Regions from separate parts of the Macaca mulatta genome. Here region 1 is linked to region 2. Evidence: chromatin contacts called from public Hi-C data. All regions are on one chromosome and are shown on one strand. The core of a region is the stretch at or near the end of the contact, and the rest is flanking DNA. Distances in the headings are between cores, read along the strand shown. Region 1 holds the start of RAB21 (RAB21, member RAS oncogene family). Region 2 holds the start of THAP2 (THAP domain containing 2).

Region 1 (4,735 bases), core at 1,586-4,085, 100 kb after region 2:
TTGTGCTACATGTTCATTGTTAACTTGATTTCACCTGTATAATTATCCCTGTTTTTTTGTTGAGGGAAGAGGAGCTACATGAATTTGCACCCTATCATGCCTCAGTCCTCACCAGTCAGGAATATATTTTGAGTTACGCACTCACTGAAGTGTCCTCACATTTTTGCAGCTCTTCTCTAAGGAGGAACTAGAGTTCTAGTTGTTTGTTTGTTTGTTTGTTTTGTGGCAGTCCCTGTTAAGTTTATACAGACCAATCATAGTTGACTCTAAGACTGACCTAAATTCTTAGGAGCATAGAATCTATCCCAGAATTGGCCTGAATTTCTTTCAATGCTTGGACTATTATGGGCTACTTGTTTTCTCACAATATACTTAAGTATGTTTCTTATGGCTGCTGTAACAAATGATCACAAACTTGGTAGCTTAATACAACACACATTTATGCTCTTTTAGTTCTGGAGGTCAGGAGTCAAAATTAGTTTCACTAGATTAAAATCAGTATATCTGCAGGGCTGAACTCCCTCCAGAGGCTCTAGGGCCTCCTTGTCTTTTCCAGCTCTGGTGGCTGTACGCATTCCTTTGCTTATGGCTACATTGCTCCATAATCTGCCTCCATGGTCACACTGCCTTCTCCTCTTCTGGGTGTGAAGCATCTCTTTCTGCCTCTCTCTTATAAGGATACTTGTAATTGCAGTTAGTGCCCACCCAGATAATCTCCCCATCTCAAGATCCGTAGCTTAAATCAAAAAGACCCATTTCCTAAATAAGGCAACATTTACAGGCTCCAGGATCTAGGAGCTGATATCTTTCGGGGCCGTTATCAGCCTATCACAATTTACATCTATATTTACCCACTCTGTGCTCAAAAGTATGCCAACCTACTTATTGTAACCCATGAAAACTTGCACTACCTTCTTAAATGTCAACATAAGCTAAATGTAAAAACTTATTTTAACTTCAAAAATTATTTTGGCTGAGTATGGTGACTTATACCTGTAATTCCAGCACTTTGGGAAGCTGAGGCTGGAGGATTGCTTGAGTCCATAAGTTCAAGACCAGCCTGGGCAATATAGCAAGACATGCAAGATACCGTCTCTACAAAAAAAAAATTTAAAGATTAATCGAGATCAACAGTCCCCTTTCTTTTTAGAGTCCCAACTATAGAATTCTGCCTGTCTCCTGAAGTCTAGGATAGGTGCCTGGGTGATTAGCAAAGTAGTGCTATAAGGTTGGCTAGGCAGGTAGTATCCTGACAGTTTGGCAAATGAGGAAACTAAGACTTGGATTCAGCTGGGTGTGGTGGCTCGCACCTATAATCCCATGCTTTGGGAGGATGAGGTGGAAGGATTGCTTGAGGACACAAGTTCAAGACCAGCATGGGTGACGTAGCAAGACTCCATCTCTAGTTAAAAAAAAAAAGAAAACAACAAAAAAACAGCTGGGCATGGTGGTGCACACTCATATTCCTGGATACTCAGGAGGTGGAGGCTGGTGAATCACTTGCGCCTAAGAAGTTGAGGCAGCAGTGAGCTATGATTGTGCCACTGCACTCCAGCTAGGTCATGGAGTGAGACTCTGTCTCTTAAAAAATAAAAAATACTTGAATTAAATTTCCAAGGTCCCACAAATAGAAATGGTGTACCAGCTGAGCATAGTGGCCCAGTAATCCCAGCACTTTGAGAGGCATAGGGAGGAGGATAGCTGGAGCCCAGGAGTTTAAGACCAACCTGGGCAACATAGTGAGACCCTGTTTTTAAAAAATAAAAATAAAAGGGCCAGGCATGGTGGCTCACACCTGTAAGCCCAGCACTTTGGGAGGCTGAGGTGGGTGGATCACCTGAGGTCAGGAGTTCAAGACCAGCCTAGCCAACATGGTGAAACCTCGTCTCCACGAAAAATACAAAAATTAGCGGGTCGTGGTGGTGGGCGCCTATGGTCCCAGCTACTCGGGAGCCTGAGGCAGGAGAATCACTTGAACCAAGAGGCAGAGATTGCAGTAAGTCGAGATCACGCCACTGCACTCCAGCCTGGGCGATACAGCGAGACTCCGTCTCAAAATTAAAAATAAAAACAAATAAAAAAGAATGGGGATGCAGATAAGAAAAAACAAGCAATCATCAAACAAGCCGCCTCAAGGTGGAGTACCATGGAATGTCAGAGGCTTCATGAAAGACAGAAAAACTGAAGAGTCCTTGGGGTTAGGAATTCAGAGGTGGGCAGGTCTTATACAGACCTCGCCCTCAACAAACCTACAGCCTAATAAGAGTCGATAAAATAATTTCCATGGAGTGTGTAAAGCCCTGGTAAAGGAGACATACTGGTGTTAGGAAATACCTAATTTTGTGGGGTGGGGGAATGGAAGGATGGGGGAAGGATTGGGTGGTCAGAGATGCGGTTTAAGCTGAGACTTGAAAGATGATGGAGTAGTTGACCACGAGGTCAGAGGAACTGGGAAGCGCTATGATTCGGGATCCCACAGAGAGAGATTCGAGGGCACCTTGACAGATTTGGTTTACAGTGACCTCTGGTGTAAGAGATCATTAGCCTTTTGAACATCCCCTCGGCAAAAACGATGAAGTTCTGCACTTCATTTCACCAGAGGTGGGCTCACCTCAAATTCCTGGTTCCTTATTCCCGCAGGCTCCCACCAACTGCAGAGCAGAGGTGGCTCACAAGCGGCGGGGCTCTGCCCTAGATTGCCAGTAGGCGCTTGACTCACATCCAGCTCCACCCCTGGAGATGCTCCAGAAGCCCCGCCCACGTCCAGGCACGTTCTTCTGGGGCTAGTCGCAGGGGCCGCCCCGGCCGCGGCGCTCACGTGACCCGAGGTGTGACGTAGGAGGAAGGAGACGCCATTAGAGGGAGGCAGAGAGGGATCGTTCTTCGCCTTTCCTCCGGTGCCTGACGTGGTGGGCTGGGGCCCTTCGTCCTCGGACTTTCCCTCAGCCCTTCCAGGCCTCGCCCGAGGAGGGAGTAGGGACAGCGCCCGGGTCGGCGGAGCCGGGGTGGTGGGGGCTGAGCCGGCTGTGGCTGTAAAGGCGCTGCCGCGGCTGTGGGGAGGCCGGCGCGACACTCGGGCTCGGGCGGCCGGGAAGCGACGGGATGGCTGCGGCCGGCGGCAGCGGGGCGGCGGCGGCGGGCCGAGCCTACTCGTTCAAGGTGGTGCTGCTGGGGGAAGGCTGCGTGGGGAAGACGTCGCTGGTGCTGCGCTACTGCGAGAACAAGTTTAACGACAAGCACATCACAACTCTGCAGGTGCGGACCTCGGGGAGCGGGAGGGGGCGCCTCAGGGCCCCTACCCCTCTGGGGCTGGGGAAACTTTGCCGCCCCGGCCCCCTGGATCTAGGCTGGTAAATCCCAGGCCTGTCATCTCCGCCTTCGGTTTACCTTTCCCAATTCGCCCTGGGGAATCACCAGGTCGGGGCAGCCTGTAGACGCGAGGACAGGCTGGTTGGGAGGGAAGTGGAAGGGCCCTGAAAAGTCCCCAGTGTCCTCCGTGGTGGCTGCGCACGTTGTGGTCCCCGTCTGTGGGCTTTTTTTTTTTTTTTTCCCATTTACTGCACTTCCTGGGCCCCAGGTGTCTTCAGCGTTGCAGTCTTCAAATGTTAGCTCCTTTTCTTTCTTTCATAATTAGGAACTTAGCTGCGGATTCGATTTTGTGAATTAGGTGATTTGTAACTTCAGCGCTTACTGATGACTAAGTGTTTATGCAAGTTCCATTTTGTCCTGAGTAACAGGAATGGCAAAAGAGCCATCTCTGGAGGTTTTTTGAAATGACCGCTTGCCCAGGCGTGTTACGCAGTTTCATTGCAGCCTGCGTGGGTCTGACTTGTGGGTCACTCATATTCTGCGAGGTCGATTGACCCACGCTGAAACATCAAGTGAATACTGACCAACAATTGGTCCCCAGACTAAAAGCCGGTGCTGTTACTAATTTTCTTTACCTGTAATAAAAGGCCGGCTTCTACAGGTACATTGGAAAGGTGTTAACATGTTATCATTGATTGAGAGTGAAGCCAGGCCTTTAAGGGAGTTGTACTCACCCCACTCTCCCAGAGAAATCAGTTTTCATGTATTAAAAGAAATTTATCCTACTAATTTGACTTATCAATTTGTCCAAAGGCAGTAAAGTCTAGTGCACTTTTGAGCCTGATTGTCTAGGTTCATGTCTCACCTCCATCCATTTAACTAGCTGTGTCATACTGGGTAAGTTACTTAACCTGTCTGTGCCTGTTTCTTCTGTTAAAATGGCCATAATGGTAGTATCTAGCTCATAGGGTTGTCAGGATAAATATACAGAAAAAGCCCTGATGACCTGGTCCAGTGTAAGTTGTCTATCTTTACTGCCCCAACTTGCACAATAGGTCTTAATTAGTAAATGTGTAGTATGTGAAAACATCAACACTACTTAATAGAATGCGTAATATCCTAATTGTTGTGACATTGGATGTTTGATGCTATTATTAAACTGAGTCTAGAATTTACAAGACGCTCTGGCTCTGATTCCATGTTCTATTTTTACTCTTCTGTTTTTACTCGTATGTAAAGCATTTCTGAAAAAGTGAGTGCCAGGAAACTGCATTAAAAAAAAATCCTTGTACCAGAGCACTAACAAAATTTTAATAATGAATTGTTATTGTTCAGTGTCCTGTTAGTGAGAGCCTTGTGTTTTGGATCAAGAAAATTCACTGGACAAATACCCAGGATCGTTTAGAAGTTTAGAGATTTACTTAGG
Region 2 (4,870 bases), core at 1,382-3,881:
TCTGGTGTTTGGATTGAAAACAGACTACAAATCCATGGATTAAGAAACACCGTAGACAGAGGTTTTCTAACCTTCTTGGAAGAACCATGTGCTGGCTTTTAAAAAGTTAAATATCTATATAATTTTCTTTTCTTTTCTTTTTTTGAAACGGAGTCTCGCTTTACCGCGCAGGATGGAGTGCAGAGGTGCAATCTCTGCTCACTAAAACTCCGCCTCCCGAGCTCAAGCGATTCTCCTGCCTCAGCCTCCCGGGTAGCTGGAAATACAGGCGCCCAATGCCACGCTGGCTAACTTTTTTATTTTTAGTAGAGACAAGGTTTCACCATGTTGGCCAGGCTGGTCTCGAATTCCTGATCTCAAGTGATCCGCCGCCTTGGTCTCCCAAAATGTTGGGATTACAGGCGTGAGCCACCACGCCCAGCGCCTACATGATTTTCTCTGAAACAATCCTAAAATGTTCCTAACCCAACTTTTCGTTGCAGAAGTAAGGTTTTTCAGGGGACTAGCATCAGAAGCTGCTGTTTCTTACCTAAATGTACATTCCTTGCCCCTTTTACATCATGACATTTGAGAAAAACCTATTCTGGACCTAAGTGTTCTATAAAAGTAATTCTGATTGTCTTCCAAATAACTGTCATTACTTTTAAGTTTCATATATAATGACGAAATTAAAAATCACACTATGGGAATTACAACCAGTAATGAAAGTCTTTAAACTTTTGCAATGGTCACAGTGTGAGTCAAGATAGTGTTTTACAAACCCATTATAAAACAGGAAACCTTCGGATGACTGATTCCTCTGTATAAATCCTGAGTAAACTCAGTAATGTTTAAAACTGAGAATAAGGTTAGAAGTAGCAAAAATCTGGTATGTTACTATTTCCTTTCTCAAAGTATCCGTAATCTCCACCCTCGCATACACATTCCTCCACTCTAACGTATTAAAATAAAAATGCTGATAAGTTTATCTTTCTCTTTCTGGCCCTCATTTAGTCAGCACGAAGAGTTACACAATGCGCAAAACTGAACACAGATACAAACGAACGTAAAGGAGGTAAAGCGTTCCAAAAAGATCAAATGAATCAAAAAGCTCTGAAACAGACCTGTTAAAGACACCAGAGTGTTTTTTTTAACCTCCCCCCCCCCGCCCCCGCAATTTAAAAGGCAGCAACCGGAATAAATCAAGATAAAAACAGCATCACAAAAATAGTGCAGGACTGCGCAGACTGAAACTTTTACAATTTTCAATGTCAAACCGCAATATGATAAAGCAACAGTATTCCCCAAACTGGTTATGAATATTTTTTTCTCTAACAATATGTCAACTTCACATAAAATACAAAGTTTCTGTCCCAGCAAAAATACAAATGCTAATGAAAGTCGGGCTTCTAAGGTATTATTACAAATCAGACTTAACTGTCTTGGATTTCATTAGCTTAACCCAGTCCATAGCACGTTAATATATCCAATGAAGCAGTCTTAACAATAACGCTATAGTGTGACACACGGGGAATTACCAAAGAACAACTTACTTTAAGTATACTGACACAGGGAGAAATCAGCGGTTCTGATGATTCAAAGTTACACTCGTCTCACAGACCTAGTAATGACGCTAAAGGGAACTTTGGTAAGTGACACACCCAGCGCCGACCGCCACGTTAAGGATACAGCTCTTCCGAGGTGGAGAGGGCTCTCGCCAGCTCTGACTGCTGCTGAACCCGGATCCTGCTCCTCCTCCCAGAGGGGGTCTGCACCCCGGCTTGCCTCCTCGCTCACCCACTCCTCGCCCCCGACTCCAGCGACTCCCACCCCGGTAAGGCCTGCCTCGAAAGCGGAAACGGTCCAAGGCGAGGTGGCTCCGCTCCCAGAAAGACGGCCGGGGACTGCTTTCGGACAGTGAACTCGAAGGCATCCGTACAGAGGGCGGATGAGACCGGAATGGTTCTTTGGGTCGGTAGCTGCTGGGTCCCCTGAGGTGGCCCCGCTCAGACGCGTGCCGCGAGCGTGAGAAATTCCTCAGCTGCTGCTGAGAAGAGGACGATGACGAGGAAGAGCCACCGCCTCCGCCGGATCCACCGCCCCGGGCCGAGTGAGGAGGCCTTCGCCGCGGATAGGGTAACAACCCGCCGCCACTGCTGCTGCTGCTGCTCCGGCTCCGTATCTGGCTGTTATTATCGTCGTCACTGATCTCCCCATCTTCCAGCTCCCCTTCTTCCTTCGGCGAGAGGCCACTGGAGGCCGGGGCCGGAGTATCTGCGGTCGCCATCCGGGGAGCAGCGCCTTCCACACAACCTTAGCTCTCCGTCCGGGGATCCGCCCGACAATTGCCTCGTTTCCGCCGGGTCGGTGCGGTCTTACCCTGCTCGGACACCTAGCGGCCTCTGTTCCCCAACTTCCCCGCACCCCAGCTCTCTCTCGCCGGACCGTCGCAACCCAGTTCCTTTTCCTAGCGCCCCCTTGCTCCTCAGCGATCGGGGTTCTTCCGCCTCGCGAGAAAGGGACTCTGGTAGCGGCTGTACCCGAAACGTCACTTCCTGCGACACGCAGGAAACAAAGGCTCACAGTTCACGCGATAATAACACCACTCGACACTCACTAGGATTTGTAGTCTTTCTTCTTTTTTCGGGTTCACTCTTCCGGTCCACGGGTCACACCCACTGCAGGACCTGGCCTGGTACAGCTGGGTGCATGCAGAAGTAGGTGGAGCTGCTCTTAGTTGCATCCTTGAGAGAGTTTTATTGTAAAACTCTTATAATTTATAGTAATCGGAGGGGAAAACACTTCCTTTTAATTGCTGTGAGGACCGCTGCCGAAGAAACGCAGTAGATCCGCTCCCTTTTGGGGGCGGGGAGAAAGAACGGGTTGTGTCCGCCATGTTGGTGAAGTCAAGCGAAGGCGACTAGAGCTCCAGGAGGGCCAGTTCTGTGGGCTCTAGTCCGCCATATTAATAAAGAGAAAGGGAAGGCTGACCCTCCCTCGCCTCCGCCCCCATATACACACCCCTTCTTCCCACTCCGCTCTCACGACTAAGCTCTCACGATTAAGGCACGCCTGCCTCGATTGTCCAGCCTCTGCCCGAAGGAAGCTTAGCAGCCAGCGCCTCAGTAGAGACTTAAGGGCGCTGAATGAGTGGGAAAGGGAAATGCCGACCAATTGCGCCGCGGCGGGCTGTGCCACTACCTACAACAAGCACATTAACATCAGCTTCCACAGGTAACCTGGGCAGGGAGTGGGGGTGACGGAAAATGGAGTTCCTATTCTGGCTATCGCTTGTGTGGAAGGAACAGGAGGATTCTCCTAATTCTAATAACTTTCCCAGCTGGTAGCAGGGAAGCATCATACGTCCTTTGTTTTTCTCAAATCTGCCCAATTTTTCCCTGCTTTCGGGGAAGCTTTACTCATTTTCTAAAAGAAATCCAAGTACTGTTTGGTGATTACCCCTTAGTAAAAAAGTAACAGGAGGATATCGTAATTTTCTACTCTTTTATTCCTCTGTTAGACCGGGTCTTGACATGAATGACGCCGTAAGGGAGAAAGAGATCTTCCCATTCAATCAGCAATCACCGTAAAAGCCTGCTGTGTTCCCGTTAAAATTAGGAAATTCTCACTAGATGAATTGACTTGGGAGGCATTTAGATTTCTAATAGTCACATAGTAATTCTGCGGAGGAATTGAGTCATCTTTGATAGCCATGGAATTAAGCGATGTTAATTAAAGTGCAAAAGATAACCTTTCTGTTCTTACTAGAACAGAGTAATAAAAAGAACCTAGGTTTTCTTTTGTTTGCTGGAAGAAAAATCAAAATTCTTTAGTTCTGTCAAACCAGAACTCTTGAAAGCACTTTGAACAATGCTTGGAAAATAACAGGTACTCTGTAAATGTTTACCTTCTCTGCAAGTGCCTGCCACGTGCCTCAAGAAAAGACACATTAAAAAGTTAAGTGACACCGGTCCTGATTTTATATATTTTATATACCTAACAACGTATGTGATGTTAGTATGTAGAAATTATATCCTTGACCTTTTTCCCTACCTCACTATTACGAACTGTACTTTTATTAAAAGCTGCCACTTAAAAAAAATCTTGTGATGTTTCTGTTTTTAAACTAGTTCATGCATATGTAGTGCTTTGTTCATTCATCCATCAAGTATGTACGGAGTTCCTAATTACCTGACATTGTGCTAAGGATCCAGAAAATTCTAATCCTCCTGGAGTTTAGAATTTAGTGGTGGAGAAAGACATAAATCATTATAATTAAGTGCCACAGAAGAAACCTGACTTAGTCTTGGAAAGTCAAAGAACACTTCTCAAAGGATGTGATATTTCAAATGAGACCAAAGGATGACAGATTTGGTCCTGTATGCTACTTAAGTATTTTCTGTTTTATCCTAAGAGTACTTAAGAAGCCATGGAGGGTTTAAAAAAAGAATGGCACGATTAGATTTGCATATTAAAAAGTCCTCTGGTTGCAGTGTAGAGAATCGTAGTGTTACTGAAAGTGCTGGTCAAGCATCATCGGGAATGAACTTGATGAGAAAGGAACTTATTACAGAATATTAATGTACCTATTTTTTCCTTCACAGGGAAATCTTGTTACAACGTCAACTAAACTAAACCCTGTACTCAGTTGCTGGCACAATCAGCATTGGATTAGAGAAGGTGTGAGCTGACAGAGAAAAACTAGTTAGGAAGCTGTAGTAAATAAAACAAGGAAAGTCCACCCAATTTTCTAGACTAGGGTGATATTAGAGTAGAATTGGAGAGGAGGGGACAGATTTGAGAAATGTTCTAGGAGAAACTACTGAATTTAGTAATTTGGATAGATGAGAGAGGGTAGTCCAGACACCAATAACAATGTTTAACCCAGTGT

What was found. Hi-C and Micro-C count contacts between places; a contact is called where the count stands out from the background.
Region 1: a Hi-C map of fetal cortex germinal zone shows a contact between it and region 2, with 2.3 times the contacts expected there. The contact joins the promoter of RAB21 here to the promoter of THAP2 in region 2. A contact is called at or near these places in 4 of 14 Hi-C or Micro-C datasets (CD4 T cells, blood, fetal cortex germinal zone and 1 more).

What each region holds. Positions count from the first base shown.
Region 1 is chr11:78,895,531-78,900,265 of T2T-MMU8v2.0, forward strand. It overlaps RAB21 (RAB21, member RAS oncogene family), which reads left to right and starts at 2,836. Exons shown (of 7, transcript XM_001117520.5): 1 at 2,836-3,255. The coding sequence starts at 3,103.
Region 2 is chr11:78,792,929-78,797,798 of T2T-MMU8v2.0, forward strand. It overlaps THAP2 (THAP domain containing 2), which reads left to right and starts at 2,632. Exons shown (of 3, transcript NM_001193501.2): 1 at 2,632-3,213. The coding sequence starts at 3,143. It overlaps ZFC3H1 (zinc finger C3H1-type containing), which reads right to left and starts at 2,515. Exons shown (of 35, transcript XM_015152250.3): 1 at 1,669-2,515. The coding sequence starts at 2,266.